Regions from separate parts of the Sus scrofa genome. Here region 2 is linked to region 1. Evidence: chromatin contacts called from public Hi-C data. All regions are on one chromosome and are shown on one strand. The core of a region is the stretch at or near the end of the contact, and the rest is flanking DNA. Distances in the headings are between cores, read along the strand shown.

The links. A called contact is a pair of places that touch in the nucleus more often than the background predicts.
Region 2: a Hi-C map of epiblast stem cells shows a contact between it and region 1, with 2.0 times the contacts expected there. The contact joins the enhancer-like site here to the promoter of ZNF516 in region 1. A contact is called at or near these places in 1 of 5 promoter capture datasets (liver), 11 of 47 Hi-C or Micro-C datasets (adipocytes, alveolar macrophages, embryonic fibroblasts and 5 more) and 2 of 2 datasets of contacts at active chromatin or transcription factors (alveolar macrophages and skeletal muscle).

What each region holds. Positions count from the first base shown.
Region 1 is chr1:147,986,022-147,989,836 of Sscrofa11.1, forward strand. ZNF516 (zinc finger protein 516) reads left to right here and starts at 1,639. Exons shown (of 7, transcript XM_021099077.1): 1 at 1,639-1,755.
Region 2 is chr1:148,021,881-148,025,788 of Sscrofa11.1, forward strand. The region is part of intron 1 of ZNF516 (zinc finger protein 516); the gene reads left to right. Among named protein-coding and RNA genes, the nearest start is that of ZNF516, 36 kb to the left of the region's middle. Within about 2 kb of position 1,346, at least 36 of the 83 cell types and tissues checked have an H3K27ac peak or open chromatin away from gene starts, as enhancers often do. A contact at or near this core is called in alveolar macrophages, epiblast stem cells, liver and 2 more, where this site is marked.

The sequences.
Region 1 (3,815 bases), core at 389-2,888:
CTTTTTACAGCGAGCTGCCTCTCCGCCCCCATCCCGATTGCTAATTTCCCCTTTCATCCACTGTGGAAGTAGAAAATAGATTTAAATGGATATCGTATGATGCCTCCCTCGTTTAAAGAAGGCAAACTCTCGGTGCAGAAGGCTAACTTTCAGAGCTCTGCTGTTGTTTTACCAATAAATGAAGGGGGGGTGGTGGAAGGAAACAGCCTTGCAAAGTCTCCCTGCCCCCTGGGTGTGAGTGACGGCTCTCCGGGCCAATCCGCAGCGGCTTTCTCCATCCCGGAGGTAATTTGGGGTGTGAGTGTGTACGCGCGCGCGCGTGCATGCGCCCATGTGTCTGCACACTAAGTCCGACCAGCCCCGCGCATCCGCAGGGTCCTGATTTGCACAGTTATGAGCTGTATACACGGACACGCTATTATCTGAATCTTTGCAGCTAGGTGGGCATGCAGCATTCCAAATAGAGACCTTGCCTCCTCCGAGTGTTCTGTAAAGAACGGGCAAAAGAAGTGCTTTCGGATGCAAGTCGAAACCTGCAGAAGGGGAAGAAAAGGAGGGATGTGATTATGCTTCTCAGAGGTTGGGGGATCGAAATGTGTGGTTCCTTCCGTCTCGTTCCCACGCGGCAGGCGCGCCCTGAGCGCCTGGGGTCAGAGTGATGGATTCTACTCGTCACTCGCTAGGCGTATCGAGGTCCAGGATTGTTGAAACTGTTGTTAACTCTAGAAAAAGTGAAGGACAGCATGTACCTTCCAACTTCAAATTTTATTTTCTCACTGGAAGTTGATATTTAGGCCGTGGCAAATTATAGAATGTGACCTGCCCAGGGTCAGTGCAATTTTACTGCCCACCTACTTAAGAATGCGAAGCACTGGCAACGGCTCCCCGGCACAATGGGCACATTCACCGGCGGAGTGCGTCACGGGCCCCCCCACGTTTCCTCTGGGTTTAGTAGGGCACCAACTTCTCTAGGAATATTAGTAGTGCTCTGTGTGTGTGTGTGTGTGTGTGTGTGTGTGTGTAAGGGACCAAGGAGCAGCTCTGTTCAGTGCTGGAGTTGCTTTGCTGCTTCGCTCAGAGATGGATGCTGCTGCTGCAGGGAACGGGTTAAGGACACACGTGTACCCCCTCCTTCCCCGAGACCCCTGCAGGGGGATCCCTGGGAGGGATCCCGCGCCCGGGCCTCGTCCACGCACAGTGTGTCCGCCTGCAGGGCCGCACGGAGGTCATCCCGATAGTCCACTGGCCAACCCAGGAGACCTTCGTCCTCCCCCAGCAAGATCCTAACTCGGTTACAAGGTGGGGTCCAGCCCGCGTCGCCCGCCGGGCCATTTCCGCTCCCTAAATCCGAATACTACCCGATTCTGCCCCTCTCCTTCCCCAATCTCTGTGAGATCGCGGATTGAGGAATGGGCAGTAGGGGGAGGTGTCGCTGGATTAAATCATTCCTATTTCTGTTTCTCCCGCGGGTGCGGCGCTGGTCCCAGGGCGCCTGACGGGGGGAGGGGGGTAGTATTTACCTGCCCGCCCCGCGGCTTGGGCTGCGGCCTCTGGAGGCCCAGTTTACTGGGGGAGGGCTGTAGGCGGGGAGGGATGGGCGGAGAGGTGGGGGAGGACCCGGCCCGCGCCCCCGCCCCCCGGTGCCCGCCCCCCGCCCCCGTCATGTGGAGCGGACGTCACAAGCCTGCACTGTAACCCAAGAAGTGAAAGAGACGGGGACCCACGGCCCAACTTCGCACCGTAACAAAGGCGGGGGTCCGTGCGGGCCGGGGGAGGGGGTCTGGCCGGGGACGGATCGGGGGAATGGGTCTGGGGGGGTGGGGCAGGCAGGGCCCGGGGCTGCGTGGGGGCGGGAGAATGGGGGGCCTGGCCCGGGAGTGAGGGCCTGGTCTGGGAGTAGGGTCCTGACTGGGGCGGGGTCTGCTCGGGGCTGGGGCAGTGGGGACCCGGGAGGGGGTTAGCTGGAGTGGGGGATGAGGGCCGGGGCGGGAGTCTGAAGGGGGCGGGGGAGTGAGAGCTCCGACTGGGGTCTGCGGGGGTAGGGGGAGTGTGGGCCGGGACGGGGGTCTGTGGGGGCGGGGGAGTGGGGGCCGGGGCCCTGGGTGCGCGTGGCTGCGCGGACCGCGCTCCAGGCGCCGAGGCGCTGCCCAGGCCAGGTAATTGGTTTCTATTTTAAACTTCACTTTGTCCGGGCGGAGGTGGGGCGGTGGGAAAGGCGTGGCCCCTGCGCGATTACATAAGTGTTCATACCTGATTAGGTCCCAGGCCGGGGCCAGCGCGCGGATTTGGGCGCTAGCCGCCGGTGGGCACCGGCTCGGGCATCCTTGTGCGGGGTTGAGGCGCGTGGAGTTGCGTCCTGCCCGTGGGACCTGATGCTTGTCCGCCGTGGGACCCGCATGCAATCTGGGCTGGAGCTGGAAGCCCCGGGTGTCCGTGGCGGGGGGCCGAGCCTGTCGGCAGGGTCTATACTGTAACAAAGGGCAGGGCTGCGGGACCTTGGGCGGCGCAGAGCACTGACTTAAAGGAGAGTCACAAAAGTCTGAATTAAACGTGCAACCGGAAGGCATTTTCCCCCACGAACGTGCCCTTAGGTCTCAAATCTTGATTAAAGATGATTTAAACATTGAGGTGCTCGCACCCCGTGGCTATGTAATAAATACACTTAAAGGACTGCTGAGAGGCGATGGGAGGGTGGGTCTTCTCCCTACAGGATCTTCTCCAGATTATTTTTCACGCTGCCCTATTAATATGATTGGAGTATTTTGGTTTAGGAATGTAAGTGCTACTTTAAGGAACTAGGCATGCGTGCTATTTGGTAGGATCTTTCTCCTGCCCCTCAAAAAAGAGCTCATTTTATCATTTGTTTGTTCCTCCTTCATATTCTCTTGCATTCTTTGATTGCCGCGTCAAAATAGCTGTGTTACTTATATTTACACAGACTGGCCAGAATTAAATAGACCACATGCCACTGCCACACATGAATTGGAGCATTTTCCTCTCCGTGTAACATTGGAGGGTGTGGAGCTGGCCTTAGGAACCTGGGTCTGAGAGTTCAGCTCCTTGAGAAGGACAGACTTGGTTTCACAACAGCGACTCCTGAATTGTGCTGAATGGGCCTGGGGGTGCCCCCCCTCCAGCCACTCAAGTATTTTGGTAGTGGAATTAGAATTTTGATGTGTTAAGATATAAATATATTATGTCAAGTATTTTTCTAGTTTGTTAGTAGGGCTTTGTTTTGTTAAACTTGTTTGAATATACTGAAACAGCACATCAAAAAAAAAAAAAAAAATCCCAAAAGGTGTGCAGTAAAGCTATCTAAGAGGAATGAGAATGTCTCTAAAATGAAACAAAGTGGCCAGGAAGCATATTTGGTAGGTCCAGGAGTCAACAGTGGAAAGAGAGAGAGAGGAGTTTTGCTTAGTTTTGTTTCTGAAAGCTTTTGTTTGTCAGAGTAATCTTTCCAAATGGTTTAGGATACTGAAACATAACTCCATCAAGAACTTTAAGTTTTGGATGTGTTAAGTGGCATTAGTCACTGATGACCCGAGAATAGTTTACGTCGCCAGTGTTAATCCCATTGTTACTTGTATAAGACCTTTTAAGTTGACTAATTTAGAGATTAAAGTTTTCTTGGGACTCTGAAGTTCCACCTTTCTTTCTAAGATGTTGTTTTAGAGACCAATACAGAGTGGATAGAATGAGAGATGGTTTTAAAAACAGGTCGGTGCTAAAATCACCTTGTCTCCACTTCCATGAATTAAACTTTAACTTCATTTACCTTACTTGCTCCTTCGTGGGGATATTTGAGTCTCATA
Region 2 (3,908 bases), core at 96-2,595, 36 kb after region 1:
CTAGAGCCCTGTGACATCATGTCCTTGTCAAGAACTGCTCTTTGTAAACATTCTCTGATGGTTCACTCCCCTTAAGAGCCGGAGATGTCTAGCTGCTTTTCAGAGGTGCTGCGTTGTTAGTGATCGGCTTGGTCAGGTTACAGCAGCTACTGGTGGTAATGGCGCTGGAAAATTTAAATGGGTTGTATAGTATATGCACGTTATAGAGAAAAACAGTTTGGGGAAGATTTGTCCTCTTAGACTTTTGATCCTCTTAAAGTATTGATTGGTGTTAGTACAATGGCCAACAACATCTTACCTACCAAACCCTACCAAAATGTCCTCGATTCAGGGTATTTTTACAGACCATGTTTCCTTAGAATTCAGTAACATTGATTATTGAAGTATTTATCCTCTGGGTGCTCTTAATAAAGGGGTCTTGGGCGGCTGAGTTCTGTGCTAAACAGAACGACCTCAGAAGGTGATGTTTAACAGAATATTTTACGGCTTATTGCACGTCGTCATCTCTCTTTGTTTTCTTGGGCACAATTCTTTCCTTCATTTTGTGGGGTGACTTCTAAGTGCTCTCACAAAAAGCACAGGAGAAAGAGATAACATTTGATAGGTATTAATCTCGATCTGTTTTCTTATACTGAGAGAGAAGTGTTGGTTTTAGGTTAGAGGCTGGAAAACAGGTCAGTGTATGTGTATGAGTGTTGGGGGTAAATATTGCCCTGTGCTGTTGATTTATGTGGAATAAAATACAGCTTTATTTCTAGAAACAAATTTTAATTCAAATACATTTATAGTCAGCTAATAGTCATTTCAGAAAGGTGTGGCTGGTTGACTAGGAAGTGTTCCATAGCAAGAAAATACAGTGAGTTTCTGCCCATGACTCTTTTGTTTTCATTGCTGATAATTTCTAAAAAAATTTTTTTTTTATTGGACATTGGTGGCAGTGTCTACACTTTTGAATTTAGGCTGAGTCAAAACCTATAAAGCCACTTTTAAATGGCATTTTCCCTGCAGTTTATCGAAGGCCTTTTGATGTTCCATGTTTGTTTAAAAAAAGAAATCAATGAGACTTCATTTTCCCTGGCGTTCCCCAAGTTTTCAGTGTTTCTGTATTAGTGGAAACGTTGGCTTTAATCAGCTTGATGCAGGATGTAAAAAGAGTGAAAGTAAAAACTTGTGCTTTTGTGGTTCCTGTCTGAATAGCGAGTTATTTTCCTCTGTTTTTTGTAAAGCGCCCAGCACCCCTCGGTGACGACAGATTTCATGGAGTCGCCCCGTTTGGGAGAGATGCAGGTCTAAGCTTCTGGAAATGCAGCTCTTGGTGGAAATGTTGACAAGATCATTAACTAGGCCGGCAGCGCTGGCCTCTGCAGGAAGCTGGATTTGCTGCCAGATCCCAGCTCTTTGTGGCTGGCCAGGGGCTCCAGCGGACACCTATCTGCAGAAAATCACAGAGCCAGCTCTGGCTCCCATGCTTTTCCTTTTTTTCTTTCTTTCCTTTTTTTTTTTTTTTTTTTTTTTGTTAAGTTCACTCTTATAAGGACAAATAGATTGATAAGATCACTACAGACTCCAGAAATAGTAAATAAAGGCTATCCGTAGTGTGTTCATTATGGAGAGCAGACGAAAAAGCAAGTAAAACAACGCTTCTTTCCTCTTGAGAGAAAAAAGCCAGCACCTTTAGTTTTATTTTGATGCCTCTTTATTAAAGTCTCCAGAACCATTTTGGACTTGCCAGGATCTGTTATTCGTGGCAGGGGAAAGAAAACTGACACATCCTCCCTCCTTCATTCTTGGCCTTTTCTGAATGTAATCAATAATTATGTTGTGTGTTCATCTGCTTTTTTTTTGGTTCCCTCCCTGTAAGATCAGATTGGACTACGAACGTTTATATTTTAGTAGGAGGAGAGAGCTTGTACATTAATGTTAATTTGTATTTTGTTTAGCAAGTGTGTCGTGAACTGTCTTTGCTGTTAGGGTTTGTTCTGTCGGAAGGTGAAGATGGTGTCTGTCTGTCCTCGGCCAGGCGTGTGTTGGGTTTTTGACACATGGTGGTAAACTACTTTATCAACGAGAAGCTACTTGCTGATTAACGTTTAGGTCACCTCTGTGTTTCTGCTGTAAGTGAGGTACAGAATCGAAGGGAGTCTTGCTTTTAAACGATTGTGATTGTGCCGAGTTTGCATAATAAACCCTTATTAGGGACAGTGAGTTACATGTGCGCCCCCCCCCCCGTTGGCACTGGCGTTGATTTATTGGGGGTGGGGGCGCTAAGAAATTAAAAGGAAGCTTTGTTGAAGGATGGAATTTTGTCACCTCATGTCCTGTACAAAGCATTTTTGAGGCTTACCTTGAAAACGAGTGCTTTTGGCAGAAATGTCCCAGCACATTGTTCTCCAGGGCTGCTCAGAAACCGGTCAGTGGGGCTCGAGTGCTGCACCCCACGCCCCGGGAGAGGGGGTCTGTGCCCCGCCCCCAAGTGGGGGCGGGGCTGGAGCAGGGCGGTGAATGCAGCGATTCTGGCTGCTGCGTTCATTTCTCCTTGTTAGAGTGGAACCAAGGTTTGCTTATAATGGATTATTGATTGGCCCTGCCATCAGCGCCCTCGCTCCCCGAGCTGTGAATGCGCCACTTCATGGGGCGGCTGGGGACCCAGGTCTAGGGACTCTGAGCCTGGGATTGTTAATCTGAGGCAGATTGGCATGTGGGGAGAGGAACTCCTCATTGTTGTCATGGAATTTCTCCCCATTTGTTCGAAGAATGGGCTTTTTGTCTCCGCAGTAGATAAGCTTGTGCAGGATGTTAATGGTGTATTTTAATTCATGGCTCATAATACTGCAGTGTCACAGGGGAAGGCCCACTGCATTGTGTGCAAGAGGACAAATGGGCAGTTTGCTGAGACAGACGGCCAGGCCGGCACCCAAGGGCCTGTGCCCCCGGTCTGCCCAGCAGCTGGGCAGAAAGCGCTGCCTCACAGTCGCCCTCAGGAGGCGACTTTTTAAATTGTATGAGGTGTCTTCTGGAGGCAGGATATCCTGTAAATAAGTACTCTGAGTGTTCTGTCTGCCCTGAGCTGTTTTCTTTTTAAGGGCATCTTCCCAATATCACCAAGTCCTTACATTTTCCCAACTCTCCTGGAACCCTCCCTGGGAGAGCAGGGCCTTCTGTAGTCTCAGGCCTGCTCCCTCCTCCTCCTGGAAGCTCCTGACACCCACCCCCTAGGGTGACCTAGGGAAAAGGGAGAGACCACAAGGCATGGGGAAGCCAGCCTATTTCTTAGCATCATGGTGTGGTTAATTAATGAACTAGAATGGAAGAGATGTATTTGACAGACAGTGTGAGCTTTGGGCTTTGCTTCTGTAAAATGAGAAGCAGCAGAGTAGGTGCTGGACAGGCCCAGTCCTGCTTCCCTGTGGCCCCTTCCAGCTTCCCTTGGGTCTGGGGTCTGGTTTGGGTCCCTTTAAAGAAACTAAAACTCGCATAGTTGTTATGCAAATGACCCTAAACGTCAGCGGTTATTTGAACATTAACCTTCTAATTCCTGTTTCAGGATGCCATTTTGATGGAACCGACTTTGATGGTTTGGGGAAAATCAGCCCCAAACCATTTGGCCTTTGCTTTGCTTTGGTTTACTTCACAGAGCAGAAAGTGGCATGATTTCCTCTAGAGTCAGACCTTGGCTTACTGTGTAAAAATACAGGAGAGCATACCGTTCACCTGGATATTGCCATATTTAACTGGTTGGAAAGTGATTTTTCAAACCAGAGAGGAGAACCTCCTGAAGCCTTGCTGGATTTGGGCCTGGGGATGTGATGAGAAGGATTCTCCTGAGGTCCTCCCAAGCCGCTTCATTCTGGCTTCTGGGCTGATTTGTGGTGCCTGCACAAAGGCTGCACCCAAAGACATTTGGGTGT